Linked DNA regions of Mus musculus: region 2 is linked to region 1. A link is a contact called in public HiChIP or PLAC-seq data. All regions are on one chromosome and are shown on one strand. The core of a region is the stretch at or near the end of the contact, and the rest is flanking DNA. Distances in the headings are between cores, read along the strand shown. Region 1 has its middle 38 kb from the start of Cxcl15. Region 2 holds the start of Cxcl2 (chemokine (C-X-C motif) ligand 2).

The links. HiChIP or PLAC-seq counts read pairs in DNA pulled down with a chosen protein or histone mark.
Region 2: a CTCF HiChIP or PLAC-seq map of the NIH/3T3 cell line shows a contact between it and region 1, with 14 read pairs. The contact joins the promoter of Cxcl2 here to the enhancer-like site in region 1. A contact is called at or near these places in 1 of 39 promoter capture datasets (macrophages), 1 of 15 datasets of contacts at CTCF or cohesin (the NIH/3T3 cell line), 1 of 484 Hi-C or Micro-C datasets (myocytes), 2 of 115 datasets of contacts at active chromatin or transcription factors (heart atrium and pancreatic cancer cells) and 2 of 9 other capture datasets (adipose tissue and pancreatic islet).

What each region holds. Positions count from the first base shown.
Region 1 is chr5:90,829,516-90,836,370 of GRCm38.p6, forward strand. No RefSeq gene overlaps it. Among named protein-coding and RNA genes, the nearest start is that of Cxcl15, 38 kb to the left of the region's middle. Within about 2 kb of position 3,161, at least 62 of the 459 cell types and tissues checked have an H3K27ac peak or open chromatin away from gene starts, as enhancers often do. A contact at or near this core is called in the NIH/3T3 cell line, adipose tissue, heart atrium and 2 more, where this site is marked.
Region 2 is chr5:90,898,330-90,905,294 of GRCm38.p6, forward strand. It overlaps Cxcl2 (chemokine (C-X-C motif) ligand 2), which reads left to right and starts at 5,570. Exons shown (of 4, transcript NM_009140.2): 1 at 5,570-5,694; 2 at 5,787-5,910; 3 at 6,028-6,111; 4 at 6,860-6,965. The coding sequence starts at 5,616. The coding sequence ends at 6,875.

The DNA of each region.
Region 1 (6,855 bases), core at 1,911-4,410:
GACTGAAGTGTGGACACTATGCCCCTCCTTAGATTTGGGAACAAAACACCCATGGAAGGAGTTACAGAGACGGAGTTTGGAGCTGAGATGAAAGGATGGACCATGTAGAGACTGCCATAGCCAGGGATCCACCCCATAATCAGCATCCAAACGCTGACACCATTGCATACACTAGCAAGATTTTATTGAAAGGACGCAGATGTAGCTGTCTCTTGTGAGACTATGCCGGGGCCCAGCAAACACAGAAGTGGATGCTCACAGTCAGCTAATGGATGGATCATAGGGCTCCCAATGGAGGAGCTAGAGAAAGTAGCCAAGGAGCTAAAGGGATCTGCAACCCTAAAGGTGGAACAACATTATGAGCTAACCAGTACCCCGGAGCTCTTGACTCTAGCTGCATATATATCAAAAGATGGCCTAGTCGGCCATCACTGGAAAGAGAGGCCCATTGGACTTGCAAACTTTATATGCCCCAGTACAGGGGAATACCAGGGCCAAAAAGGGGGAGTGGGTGGGCAGGGGAGTGGGGGTGGGTGGATATGGGGGACTTTTGGTATAGCATTGGAAATGTAAATGAGTTAAATACCTAATAAAAAATGGAAAAAAAAAAAAAGAAGGTCATTGTCTAGCAACAGGGGATAGAGTCTAAAGTGGCCACTTCCTATAGGTAGGCAGGACTTCCAGTGGAGGAAGGGAGACACCACAAAACCTTCAACTCAAAATTTTCCCTGCCTACGAGATAAGCAGGGATAAAGATGGAGCAGAGATCAAGAACATGGCCAACCCATGGTTGGCCTAACTTGAGATATACCCCATGGGAGAGGGCCAGATCCTGACACTATTAATGACACTCTGCTATGCTTGCAGATAGGAGCCAGAAGAACTGTCACAGTGGATAAGAGGCTTCATCCAGCAGCTGAAACAGACGCAGAAACCATAGCCAAACATGAGGCGGTACTCAGGGAGTCTTGTGGAAGACTCTACAAGGGAAACAAGAAGACCTACAGAGCCAACTAACCTGGGCTTATGGCTGCTCACGGAGACTGAACCACCAACCAAAGAGCATGCATGGACTGGACTTAGGTGCCCTACACAGATGTAACAGATGTGCAGCTTGGAGAGAAGGGATAGTGGCTGTGATGTGATCAGGATGTAAAGTGGACACATAAGTTAATTAATGGATAAAAGAAGGCACAATATTATATACTTCAGACTATTGAATCTTGAAAGCAGAAGGGAGGCCAAACTTTATGATAGAGCTCTGACATTCCTAAAAGACACAACTACACAGTAAACTGCTCTTTGGCTCTTAGTCTTTCTGCTCCCTCTTCTGAAGCAATCCCTGAGCCTCAGGCGCAGGAGAGGTTTGCAGGTGTGTCTACTGGGACAGGGGTCCATAGCTCTGAATTTTTAAAATTGAAGCTACATTTTCTTTTCCCTTGTATTATTATCTGATTATGGTTGTCTTTCCCCTCAGAGTCTCCCAGATCCTCTCCCTCTCCTTTGGGATCCCACCCAAATCCACGGCCTTTCTTTCTCTCATTAGAAAGCAGGCATCTAGAAAATAATAGTAAAATAAGATAAAAACATACATACAGACAGAAGAAAAGGAGCTAAAGAAAAGGCATTAAAACACATATAGATGTGGAGTCACACAAGTTCATGTACACAGAAACCCCATGAAAACACAAAATTGGAAACAATACATGTAAAAGACTTGTAAGTTATAAAACAGTAGTAGCTCATTTTTTTCTACATCATACATAATTATACAAAACAATATGTTGGGAAAATGTAAGCCAAGTGGGAAGCCTTATTTTATCCCGTGATTGATTCTTGAAGGAAAAGCATATCAATAGGGTATTCACCCTGAAGACTCAGAATGCAATGTGTGACATTGCACAGTCTTCGTGTGTTTTCAGGGCCACGCTAAACAAACCTGTGATGTACATAACCTTAAATCAATCATTGTGGAATAATTCTGATGGATCTTTGTCAGTCTTGAGACCTGGATAGTTTTGGCACTCGTGATCTATTCTGCACACTGGCCTTTGGTGGGTTCCTTTCCAGCACGCTGACTCTGTGGAAATACAACCACTGTTGGCATGGTGCAAGTGTAAATGTCCGGTCATTGTCTGAGGCTGGCATGTAATTTCCATACACGTTAGGAAAACCCACTAGGGTCAAACGGCAGTCATTAAGCTGCATGTAAGCCATAGTAACACGTTCCTCAGAACACACTGGGCCTTATTTCAAGCAGTAGTTGCTGAGATTTCATTTTTTCAGTTCCTCTCAGAAGAGCCTGGCTTGGATACATAAGGTGGTTGTTGCATTTTTACTTTCACAAACTCTGGAAGTCTGGTGGAACCTTTGAGCAAAAGCAGCACCATGTGCATTTGGAGGTAAATGGGAGCCAGGGGTATCTTAGATAAGCGTTCTCAAAATGAGGTCTGGGGTCCCAGGAGATGCCAAGACACCTTCAGAGCATCTATGAGGCCGAAAGAGTCTCATAACTCTGTGAAGATGTTTTCCTGGCTCACCACAGGAGTGCTCCAGTGGTATCATGTGTGAAGATGTCAGTGTCTTAGAAGCTAGTAGAAAATTTTCCAGTCTTAATTTGTCATTCAGTAAATATAAATGCAGATAGCCTACGTTCTGAAAGTGGGGTTCTAGGGTCCCTTGGTTAGTTTTAAAAATTCAAAGTCACTTTGAGTTTTGTTTTGTTTTGTTTTGTTTTAAAGCTTGAGAGTGGCCGTGCAGAGCAAAGTTGTCCAATTAAGTTTATATCAGTGACAGATGGGCTTATCAGACCTTCGCTCTCAGACAGTAGCCATGGAACACTTAGCTGCTGCCTCCCGAAAGTGCAAGCAGACCAGTTCAGGATCTGAAGCTTTGTTTTGGTTTGACTTAAATGTAAGTGCAAACAGTCGCTGTGGGGTGTGTGTGTGTGTGTGTGTGTGATACTGGCCGATGCAGGCTGAGAGTAGGGGTGTCTCACTCCTGACTGCGTACTCCCCCTCTGTTTTACACAGGCTTATTTACTGTTACACGGAGACTTTTCTTCGAACTGTTAAACTCTTGGCTGAGTTTGTGTGGAGTATGAGGCAAATCTCTAACCGCAAGCATGCAGTGGAAAGATTAGGCATACTTTTGAAACGAGTTTGTGTACCAGATCATATTCTTGGCTCAAGAAAGAAAAAGAAAGGGGGCTGGGGAAAGGCTTGTGGTTGCTACTCTGGGAACTAAAGAATTCAAAAGGCTTGTTCTCCATGTTTCGTAGACACAGACATCTGGAATTGTTGTTTTAAAATTACAAGCAATTGTGTATGCTTTGTTACTGCAACACTTATTCAGAGGCAAGGACATAGGTGCCACTGTTGTCAGAAAGCCAGATGTCCTTTCCTTAAATTGGCCTGCCTGGCTGCTGGCGCCTGGGTGTCAGCAGACACTTTGGGAATCTCAGTTAGCGGTACTGCATGGATATAGTGCATCTGCTTCTCACACTTCTGCCAACCTTGTGTATTGGTTTGCTTCTCTCCATGGTGTTAAAACAATGACTGAAAGCGTCTTGGGTAGGGCAAGGGTATATTTAGCTTATAGTTGCACATGACAGTCCATCGTCAAGGGAGAGCATGGCGGGAACTCAAGGACTTTGAGGAGGAACTGAAGCACAGGCATAGAGGCTGTTCCTCACTGGCTTGCTCCCCAGGGCTTGCTCAGCTAGCTGTCTTACAGAGCCCAGAACCACCTGCCCAGGAGTGGTACTGCCACAGTGGGCCGGCCCTCCTAGATCAATGATTAATCAATAAACGAACCCACAAACATGCTTAGAGACTAATTTAAAGGAGAAAATTTCCTAATTGAGGTTCTCTTTTCCCAGTTGTCTCTAGTTTGTGTCAAGTTGACAAAAACTTGGCGAGAACACTGTGCATCCAGAAGACGTAGTGGATGGAGACTTGACTTGAAAACTTAAGCTTTGAGTTTTCTGACCCTGGTGAGCTATTGAGCTTCTCTGAATTTTTGTCTTGGTAATAAAATACAATTCTGACAGGGGTTCTGCTACATGCTGATGATCTTGATCTTTTCTGGCAGTCTCCCATCAAAACAAATGTTTATCAAATGCTTTTCAAAGAAATGTTTATCAAATGTTTTTCAACTTTATATGCGGTAACTTTCAGTGAGTAGGGACAGTAGGTGTTTCTTTTTCCCCCTAATATCCTGGTTAAAAATAAAAAGTGAGGGATTCTGTACAATAGTGCCGATCTCTAGCAGTGATCCTCAGCCTGGTTCCAACATTAATTTCACTCACGTTTCTTCCCTTAGAGAACTGCATAGTCTTTAAATGTGTTCTGCTTCTTACCCTTTTTTTCTGGGTCTCTAACTAAAGGCATTGGGCGGTACCCCATGCCACAGCCTGAATGCTATACTGCCCTGCAATTTCCCCCACAAAATTTGTCCATCAGGAAATAGGAAGAAAATGGCCAGATAATTTTCTAGAACATAAAACAGTCCATTGCCCAGTTCCAGACAGAGTGCTTGTTCCTTGCTGAAATCCCAGGAGCCCAACTTCTAATGGTTGCATTTTTATGAGCTTTTTTTGGTCTTCTGGACTCTTACCACGTTTGAAGGCTCCATCTATCCTTCAATTCCAAAGTTTGACAACTACCCACTCCTAGTATTAGTAGGTTATGTTACTGTTGCTGTTGCTGTAGCTCAATGTCTGATAGAAGTTGATTTACTTGGGATCACAGTTTAGAGGGATGGACTCCATCATGGCCGGGAGGTGTGGTAGCCAGGAACAGCTTGGGCCAGGGCAGCAGGAAATGGAAGCTCGTTGTACATTTTCTTCACATCTCTGGAGATCATAGGGTAGGCAGTGTGATCCAGAATCAGGGCCAATCTGAAATCCTCAAGGCTTCCCTTCCGCCAATGCACTTCTTTAATGAGCGATTCACCTCCTAAAGTCTCCACAGACTCTCAAACTATCACCGTCAGCTAGAGACCAAGTGTTCAAACCTGAGACTGTGGGAGTCATTTTGTATAAAAATCCAAACAGCTGTTAAAAATCAGAGAAGATTCTTCTGTGAGAAAGGTCATGAAGAGTTGGGCATGATTGGCTCATTTAGGGCTGGCAAGAAATCTGAATGATGGAGTCAATAGGAAAACGAAAACAGATGTTGAAAGACAGACACTTTGGAAAGAACCTATGATAGGAGGAATAATTATCTTTGAATTGGCTTCTTAGATATCAGGAAATTATTGAAAGTCCTTAAGAGAGGAAGCACTTAGCTGGCTCTGAATTTTATGGCAACCTCTGGTGTTTGCATAGGTGGCAAAATGCAACTGGGTTCAGGGAATGTTCTTATACAGCTTCTTAAGAGATCCCCTCCACTTTGACAACTGTCTGATAATGAGCAAATGATTTAGCACAGTGTTATTTTCCATAACACAGCAATGATTGTGAAAACCGTCTCAGAAGTTTGCCGTGATGGCTAAATGACATGTAATCTAAGAATTTAGAACAGCAGCTTAATATTTTCAAAGTCAACATAAATGATTATACAAAACCACATGTGTAGAAAAGAAATGTGAGCAAAATGGTAAATAGGTGCTTATTTTGACCTGGGTATAGTGACACATGTCTGGCATACCAGCATTCAGGATCAGAGGCAGGAGGATTACAAACTTTATGCCAGTATGGCTATGCACTAAGACCCTTCCTTTGTGAAGGAGAGAAAGATCTAGATTTTGGTAAGCTGCAGGTCAAGACAGGGGTCTAGGAAGGCTTGCTGGTGTCTAGTCCCAGATCAGCTTCATGTTAATCTCTCTAGGGTTCTTTTTCTTTCTCTGTAAACTAGAAGCAACAGCAATACCTGTTTCATGGAGTGTCACATGTGGTATGTATGGCGTGTCAATGGGATATATATGTGAAATGTCACATGAGATGTGTTCATCCAAGAATCCAGGATCTAATGAGCACTTAGAAAGGGTAGCTTTCATTATTAAAAAATGATTCATTTGAAGCTTGTAATCTCACGGCTCTTTACCCCCATAATTCCTGGCATTTACCACATAACTCACGGGATGCAAAAAGCAAAACCTTTGCAATCAAGTAAAGCTGAAATGAATCTCTAAGCAAATGTCCGTTGTGTAATTTTTCTCAAATTAGCCCTGTCTCATTCTAAGAAAATGCTTTCATTTCAAAAGGTGCGTTGGATGTAATTTACATGAAGTGATGTACAGTAAGCTTGTGGAAGCTGGATTCCATAATTCCATAATTCCTTTTCTTCAATCTTCTCTCGCAGTTACTCTGATATGTGAAGAAGTCATGCAAATTAGCCTAAGTATGCCTAACCTAACCAAGATTGAGGAGACCCTCATTTTCATAGCAAATAGAATAGGCAGTGCTTTAAATAGCAAGTTGTGAGTTCAGACCATTAAAAAAAGAGAGAGATGTTCTCACCTGAGGAATACCGAATGGCAGAGAAGCACCTGAAAAAATGTTCAACATCCTTAATTATCAGGGAAATGCAATTCAAAACAACCCTGAGATTCCACCTCACACCAGTCAGAATGGCTAAGATCAAAAATTCAGGTGACAGCTGATGCTGGCGAGGATGGGGAGAAAGAGGAACACTCCTCCACTGTTGGTGGGAGTGCAGGCTTGTACAACCACTCTGGAAATCAGTCTGGCAGTTTCTCAGAAAATTGGACATAGTAGTACCGGAGGATCCAGCAATACCTCTTCTGGGCATATATCCAGAAGGTGTCCCAACCGGTATGAAGGACACATGCTCCACTATGTTCATAGCAGCCTTATTTATAATAGCCAGAAGCTGGAAAGAACCCAGATGC
Region 2 (6,965 bases), core at 4,320-6,819, 71 kb after region 1:
GAGGAAGTAATATCCAGAGGAATTGACAAGATTCTAAGGGTCATAGTGCCCCCTTCCTGCACACAGGCTAAAAAGATCAAGAATGGGGGCAGGGAGCAGACTGGGTCTCTAAGGAGGCCATGTCTTGGGGGAGGGAGGAAGGTGAAAAAAAAAAGAGAAAACAAAAAGCTCTCTCACCTTTTTGCTCAAGACATGGCCTCCTCAGAGACACTTGTAAGTGTCCCAGTGGAACAAATAGAAGAGTAAACTATGTAATGGCAGACAACAAAGAATGCTAGCTATTTCTCCACGGGCAGCTCTGATGAGCTCACTTACTTACTATGTTCTCAAGATTGAAAAAGGAAGGAAAAGGTTACTAAACATTAGCCAATAGGGAAGTAAAATTTTTTTCCAGTTTGTTTTATTGGGAAGGAAAGGAAGTATGGGTTGAAATGAAACTCTTAATGAAGTTGTGACCTTTTCTGGAGGTGGAACTATGGAATTATATAGGAAACAATGACAATTTAAAGAATGCTGTAATGAGAAAAGTGTGTGTGTGTATGTGTGTGGGTGTGTGTATGTGTGTGGAAAGCAGAAGTCAACACCACGTGGGCGCAGGGAATCCAGACTCAGGGTCTTAGGCTTCTGTAGCACACACTTTGCTGACTACTCCTAGAGAATACTTTTTTCTTTAAGACTGTTGGTACAAAGCATGTCTCAGCATAGTCTTTCTTTTTATGTCTTTCCCTATAACTGTGTCAAGATCTAATGAAATCTACCCTCTATGTGTAAGTGTCTGGACAATGGAATTCAGAATAAATGAATAATTTGTATTCAGTAAGGAGCTATATGCTGAAAAATTAAAATTGAATCACTAAGAATGAGTTATGAGTTTCAGGTCTTCTTTTTTATCTTGTTATTGATTATCCCATATTTAACCTTTTTTCTTGCAACAACAAAACACGTCAAATTAAGTGAATTACTAATACAATTATGAATATGTTACTTGGCCTTGAAAATCAAAGTATCTCATTTACTTACAAGGCGAAATACCATTGAGTTTTGTTTTAAAAGATTGAATTTATCTTATCCATTTGGAGAGAAGCTGGAAAACATTACAAACAGGCATGCCTCAGGAAGTCCAGCTTTGTGGCAGGGAAAGGTACTTTAGGGCAAAGTCTCAGGTACACTGATTGCTGAGTCCTGGTCCAAAGTCTGGTTGACTATGGGACACGGTCCATGCAGGATCTTCATCTTTTTAGTCCAGATTCACAAAGGACCGAGGGGAGGAACTGGCCTGTGATCTGCTGCTGCTCCCACTTCGCCTATGCACCTTTCAAACAAGTCTTTGCTTGCTCTGTCCTTTCCCTTCAGAAGGTTTCCTGCCTCTCGGAATTATCTCCTTTCCCTGGAAGGCTTCTTTAACATTGTCAGAACAGAGAAGGTCCTCTGTGTCTGAAAGAGCTCCCAATGCCACAGTGGGAACTGGATTATCACCGTTTTTCTCCAAATACCTTGAATGTGTCTCACATAGCTTATCACAGCCTCTGTTGGGTTTCTGCGTCTTCCCCCCTCAGGTATGTATCTTCCCGATTGAAAGGAGAGGTCCAGGGTCACAGGGTCACCTACCTCTCTCGGTGTCCAAGGCACCTAACTTCATTCTTACATTATAAATCTTGAGAACTTACATTGAAAATGCTGAGAGAAAAGGAGAGAGGAAGTTTAAAAGCAAGCTGAAACGTCCGTCTTGAGAGAGAATCTATCAATAAGCGGAGTCCGTAACACACAACTGCAGGCGAGATGGACTGAATGAAAAAGAGAATCAATTGGTCTTTCTGGGATACCTAAAGCCAGGTGAGAGTGGGTGGAAGGCAGAATTTCCAAGCTCAAAGCGTACACCTGGTGACTGGTCTCACTTGGGCGGGATAGGTGGCTTTTCTCTAGACTGCCTCAGCTTCAAGCAGCCTCTCCCAGATCAAGCTCTGGCAGAACTCCAAGGTGCTGGCTTGCCAGCTGCGACCCAGCAGGAAGTAAGGACCTGTTTTGTATTTTCTAAAAAATCATTTCCTGACAGAAAGGACCAGAGGGATTTTTTTTTTCTGACTTGGACATGATTACATCATTTGCCTGCTGGCAAGCTTACCAAGGCCTCTACAACGTTGAGGCTCAGCCACAAAGGACTGGCAAATGCTCCGTGAGTCTGTCCGCTTACTTCCAGAGCTGTGCCGTAGATCACTTGTCTTGAACCCAGACTGGGAAGAGAGAGAGAGAGACAGCAGGGACTGGAGTCTTGCTTCTCAAAGGATAGTGAGGACTCTGTCATCAAAAGTCAGCAAGAAAATGCTTAGAATCAGGCATAAAAGAAGAGCGTATTAGAGATGCACTCATAGATGCTTTGGATTGAATGAACTGAGAGATCTAGACACGTTTTAATCATTCATTTTCATTATATGCAGATGAGTGCTTACCTAAATACATATACGGGTATCACATGCATGTCTGGTACCCACAAAGGCCAGTTCTGGGGAACTGGATAATAATCCTCTGAATAAACAGCAAGGGCTCCTAACTGCTGAGTCATCTCTCTATCCCTGAGTCGAGGGATTTAACGCATCATAATGATGTCACTATTGTTCCCTCAGCTAGATTGATTCGTAATTCAGGAAGCACTAACTGAAAGAGGGCTGGCAGACATCTTGATTCCTGGTAGCAAGTAGGAAAAACAGCATCCACCACCAGACCATCCCTGCAGCGTCATCTACGCTCAGGATGAGCACAGCTCTGGACTTAAAAGATCTCGCATGTGTAAAACATCAAAGGATGATAAGTGAATGTTTCGTGGTGGTTCCATTCCTTTCAAATTGATAGTATGACTTTAAAGTTTGGGCATAGAATTTGTCATTTTATTCATACCAAATGTAATTGGCTGGAGCTGGTACTTAACACTTCCAGAAAAAATTGAATTATTTTAGTATAATGTTATTTCTCTTTAAAGCTTCAAAAACAGCAAGTCAAAGGTTGTTAGGGACTGGCTATGAAGATGGATATTGTGTTAGAAGGAAAAAAAATGCTAGTATTCCATTTTGTAAGCAACTGTTGCTTTACTCTGTCTTTACTGGTATATATTTAGTAATTACTTTTTGAAACATTGTATGCTTCAGAGACTGCTGTAGGAACCCGGTACTTTATTCTATTCTCTCTGAGTATTTCCTTATGTCAACATATCAGATTGCACCTGGAAATCCCTACAGCAGATAGTTTCTGTTTTCTACTATCATAAAGATACTAATGGGCTGACCAGCATCCTGATAATACTGAAGGCAAATATTTCAGTTAAAAACCTGATAAAGTGGTCACATTAAATCCACAGAAGTCTGTGAGCCTTATCTAGGCAGTTAAAACCCATGAATAAAATGTCCATGAATAAAATGCCTCTTAGAAGCTCCAATTTCCACCGGCTTCAGTTCTGAAGAGGATGTATATTAATTTGGGAGGGCGGGGGGGGGGGGGAGGACAAAGCATACATATGTGTTAAATACACCACGTTCATTCTACAAATGTAAAGTCTTACTGGGAGTACAACACCCAGATGTTCTGCCACTTCACCGATTTTAAACATTAGGAAAGCCAAAGTTGAGCCATGAGATACAAACATTAAATAAATAAATAAATAAATAAATAAAACCCCACAATTCTCCTAAACCTAAGAATCACTTATCTCAGGAAACATCTAATTCTTTATAAATTTTACTAGTAATTGAGATGAGTATGTTCATTCAGATTTTGTAGTTTTAGTTGATAAACCAATTAAATTAGGTAAGAGACTCATCTAAATTCTTTTTTCCCCCTGAGACAGAGTTTCGTTATACAGCCCCCATCGCCTGGAGCTCACAGAGATCTGGGCGCCTCTATCTGCCGAGGGCTAGGGTTAAATGTGTTTGCCATCAATCCCTGCTCCAAATTATCTCCTAAGGGGTGGGGGTGGGGGGCAAAAACGAATAGGAAATTGTTTTGCTTTTCAAGAATTATTTGTGTTTGTGTGTGTGAGTGTGTGGCTTTAACTCTTAGGTGAGTCTTGTTTTAGTAATATGGAGGCAAAAACAAATTTTGTTTTTGTGTTTTTTTTTTTTTACCTTAGCATTTATACAGTGAGTTTTTAGAAACATTAACATTTATTCATCTGAACATTTTGAGACAGTTATTTGGGTGCATTTCAAAGATAAGAAGCTAGCACATTGGTCACAGGTGGGTGTCTATGTCCCAGTATCTAGTGGCACAGCATTTCCTCTCTGGCAGCTTTGAATATCCTCCTGCCTCTCACACGCTTCTCTGTAAAACGACCACATGGCTCTCAGAGAGCTGCACTCAGACCCACAACTATCTACAACTTGTGTTCTAGATGACCAAGAAATAAAACCCAGGGTGAGAAAAATGAGCTAGTGAAAGACAAAGGCTAGAACTGAGGGCTACAATAGTTTGTCACAATCAGTGAAAGCTCAATATGATCCTCTAGTGGAGAAATCAAATCACTGGGACAAGAATGGATGTATACAGTGTGTGTGTGGGGGGGGCTAGATTTGCCTCGATAACAAAGGGAGAGAGAGAGAGAGAGAGAGAGAGAGAGAGAGAGAGAGAGAGAGAGAGAGAGAGAGAGAGAGATTGAAATCTGGCATCTAAATATTTCACAGATACAGGTACACGTTTGTTGTGAAGCGGACATGTGAAGGGCGCTACCTCCTCTAGGTGTCAGCACTGACTGGCGAGTAGACTGTCCCCAGGAGAGCCCTTGCCTCCTGCAGCTGGAGACCGCCGAGAGACCACCAAGTCTCTGTTTCTTGAATTCATGAAAATCTCTTACAGCTGATGTGGTGCTCACCAGCACACTGGAAGAGCCTCGGAAGTTCCAGAATTTCACAGAGGAAGTTATATGAGATTACAACACTTTGTCCTAGGTTAAACATGAATTAAGCTTTTGACACATCTCCCCCCCCCCCCCCCACGGCCCCAAGTCGGGTAGAAGGATATGACACAAAATGTGATTTACTCGTGCTCAGTACACCGCAGGAACAATGCACTCTTGTGTACAGCCTGAGATGACTAAATTTCAACGGTGTACTTACGCAGACGTAAATAAATCTTCATCTAGTACTATCTATGAGTATGTAACTAATAGAGAAGCAATCCCCCATCCCCCGCGCGTTCACGCTTGAACACACACACACCTTAATTTCTTCAGTCCTAATGACTAAAGTTCCCCAAACTGTTAGGTCTCCACTGATGACATAGCTCAGTAACCACTGTCCTCTAGCAGGTGGTCACTTCAGCGCAGACATCACTTCCTTCCTTTTGAGGATTTGGGGAAGGACATCCCAGGGTCCCATAGTGGAAGGGCAGGGCAGTAGAATGAGGCAGGCAGCTCACGCGCGCGTGTCCCCAACCCACTCAGCTTAGGGGCGGGGCTCTGTGCTTCCTGATGAGGGGACCCTGAGCTCAGGGAATTTCCCTGGTCCCCGGGCTTTTCCAGACATCGTGCATAAAAGGAGCTCTCGGGACCTCAGAGCCCCAGACTGCGCCTCAGTGCCTCCAACAAGCTTCCTCGGGCACTCCAGACTCCAGCCACACTTCAGCCTAGCGCCATGGCCCCTCCCACCTGCCGGCTCCTCAGTGCTGCACTGGTCCTGCTGCTGCTGCTGGCCACCAACCACCAGGCTACAGGTGGGATTCGGATTCGAGGCTGATGTTTCTGGGGAAGCCTCAGGTGGGCGCAGCCATCCCCAGCCCTTCTGACCCAGTGTCTTCTCCTACAGGGGCTGTTGTGGCCAGTGAACTGCGCTGTCAATGCCTGAAGACCCTGCCAAGGGTTGACTTCAAGAACATCCAGAGCTTGAGTGTGACGCCCCCAGGACCCCACTGCGCCCAGACAGAAGTCATGTGAGTGTCTCCCTGGATAGCCTCTGCCATGGCCAGAGTTGCCCAGACCCTCCTGCCGCCCCATGCTCACCCTAAAGAAACCTCGTGCCTTATAATGATCCCCACATCTCTCTGCAGAGCCACTCTCAAGGGCGGTCAAAAAGTTTGCCTTGACCCTGAAGCCCCCCTGGTTCAGAAAATCATCCAAAAGATACTGAACAAGTGAGTCGCGATTTGTGCTTACACCTGACTGGCACCCGATTTCTGAAAATTATAGCAGGGAAAATCAAGGTTAACTTCAGTTCAGGAACCTGAATTATTATTTTCATTGTTAACTTTGTCCTGTGAGCATCAGTTTGAATTGATAGAAGGGTACGACTAGCTCCTTTCATCTACACACGTAAAAGTCCTTCCTTAATGGATGGTCGCTGTGTGTCCCTAAGAATTAAGTAGATAGAACCAACTAGCGCTGGTGTAAAGCCTGTTATCTATTAAGATTCAATACTTTACCCCTGCCCTTTCCATGTCTGTGGGCTGTAAAGTCTAACTCTTGGTTTTGGTCAAGGTGAGCCTCTAAGGCTTCCCGATGAAGAAGAGCTGGGGTTTCCAGTGAGAGGCTTGAAATTCAGGTGTAGGCTCTCGCTCTTATCCTGACTGAGTTCAGTGAAAAAGCAATAGGTATTGTTCTTGTTTACAACGTACGCGAAGTCATGCCTTGACATTTTTACTCTTAACATCATTTGGAAAGGTTCAAGCTGGTACAATTGTAACGCCAGCTCTACTATTCTAGTTTCAAAGCGCCCAGAGTGTTTATTGCTGGAAAGTCCAGCAATAGGTAGCAGGTCCCTTGTGGAGGCTAGAGATGGTTTCGTTTGGAGAGTAAACCAAGGTCCAGGATGAAGTCAAAAGAAGGGGGCTCTGCAACCCGCCTTTAAGATACCCACTAACAGCAACCATTTTCTCATCACAGAGGCAAGGCTAACTGACCTGGAAAGGAGGAGCCTGGGCTGCTGTCCCTCAACGGAAGAACCAAAGAGAAAGAAAAAAACAAACAGCACCCGGGAAGCCTGGATCGT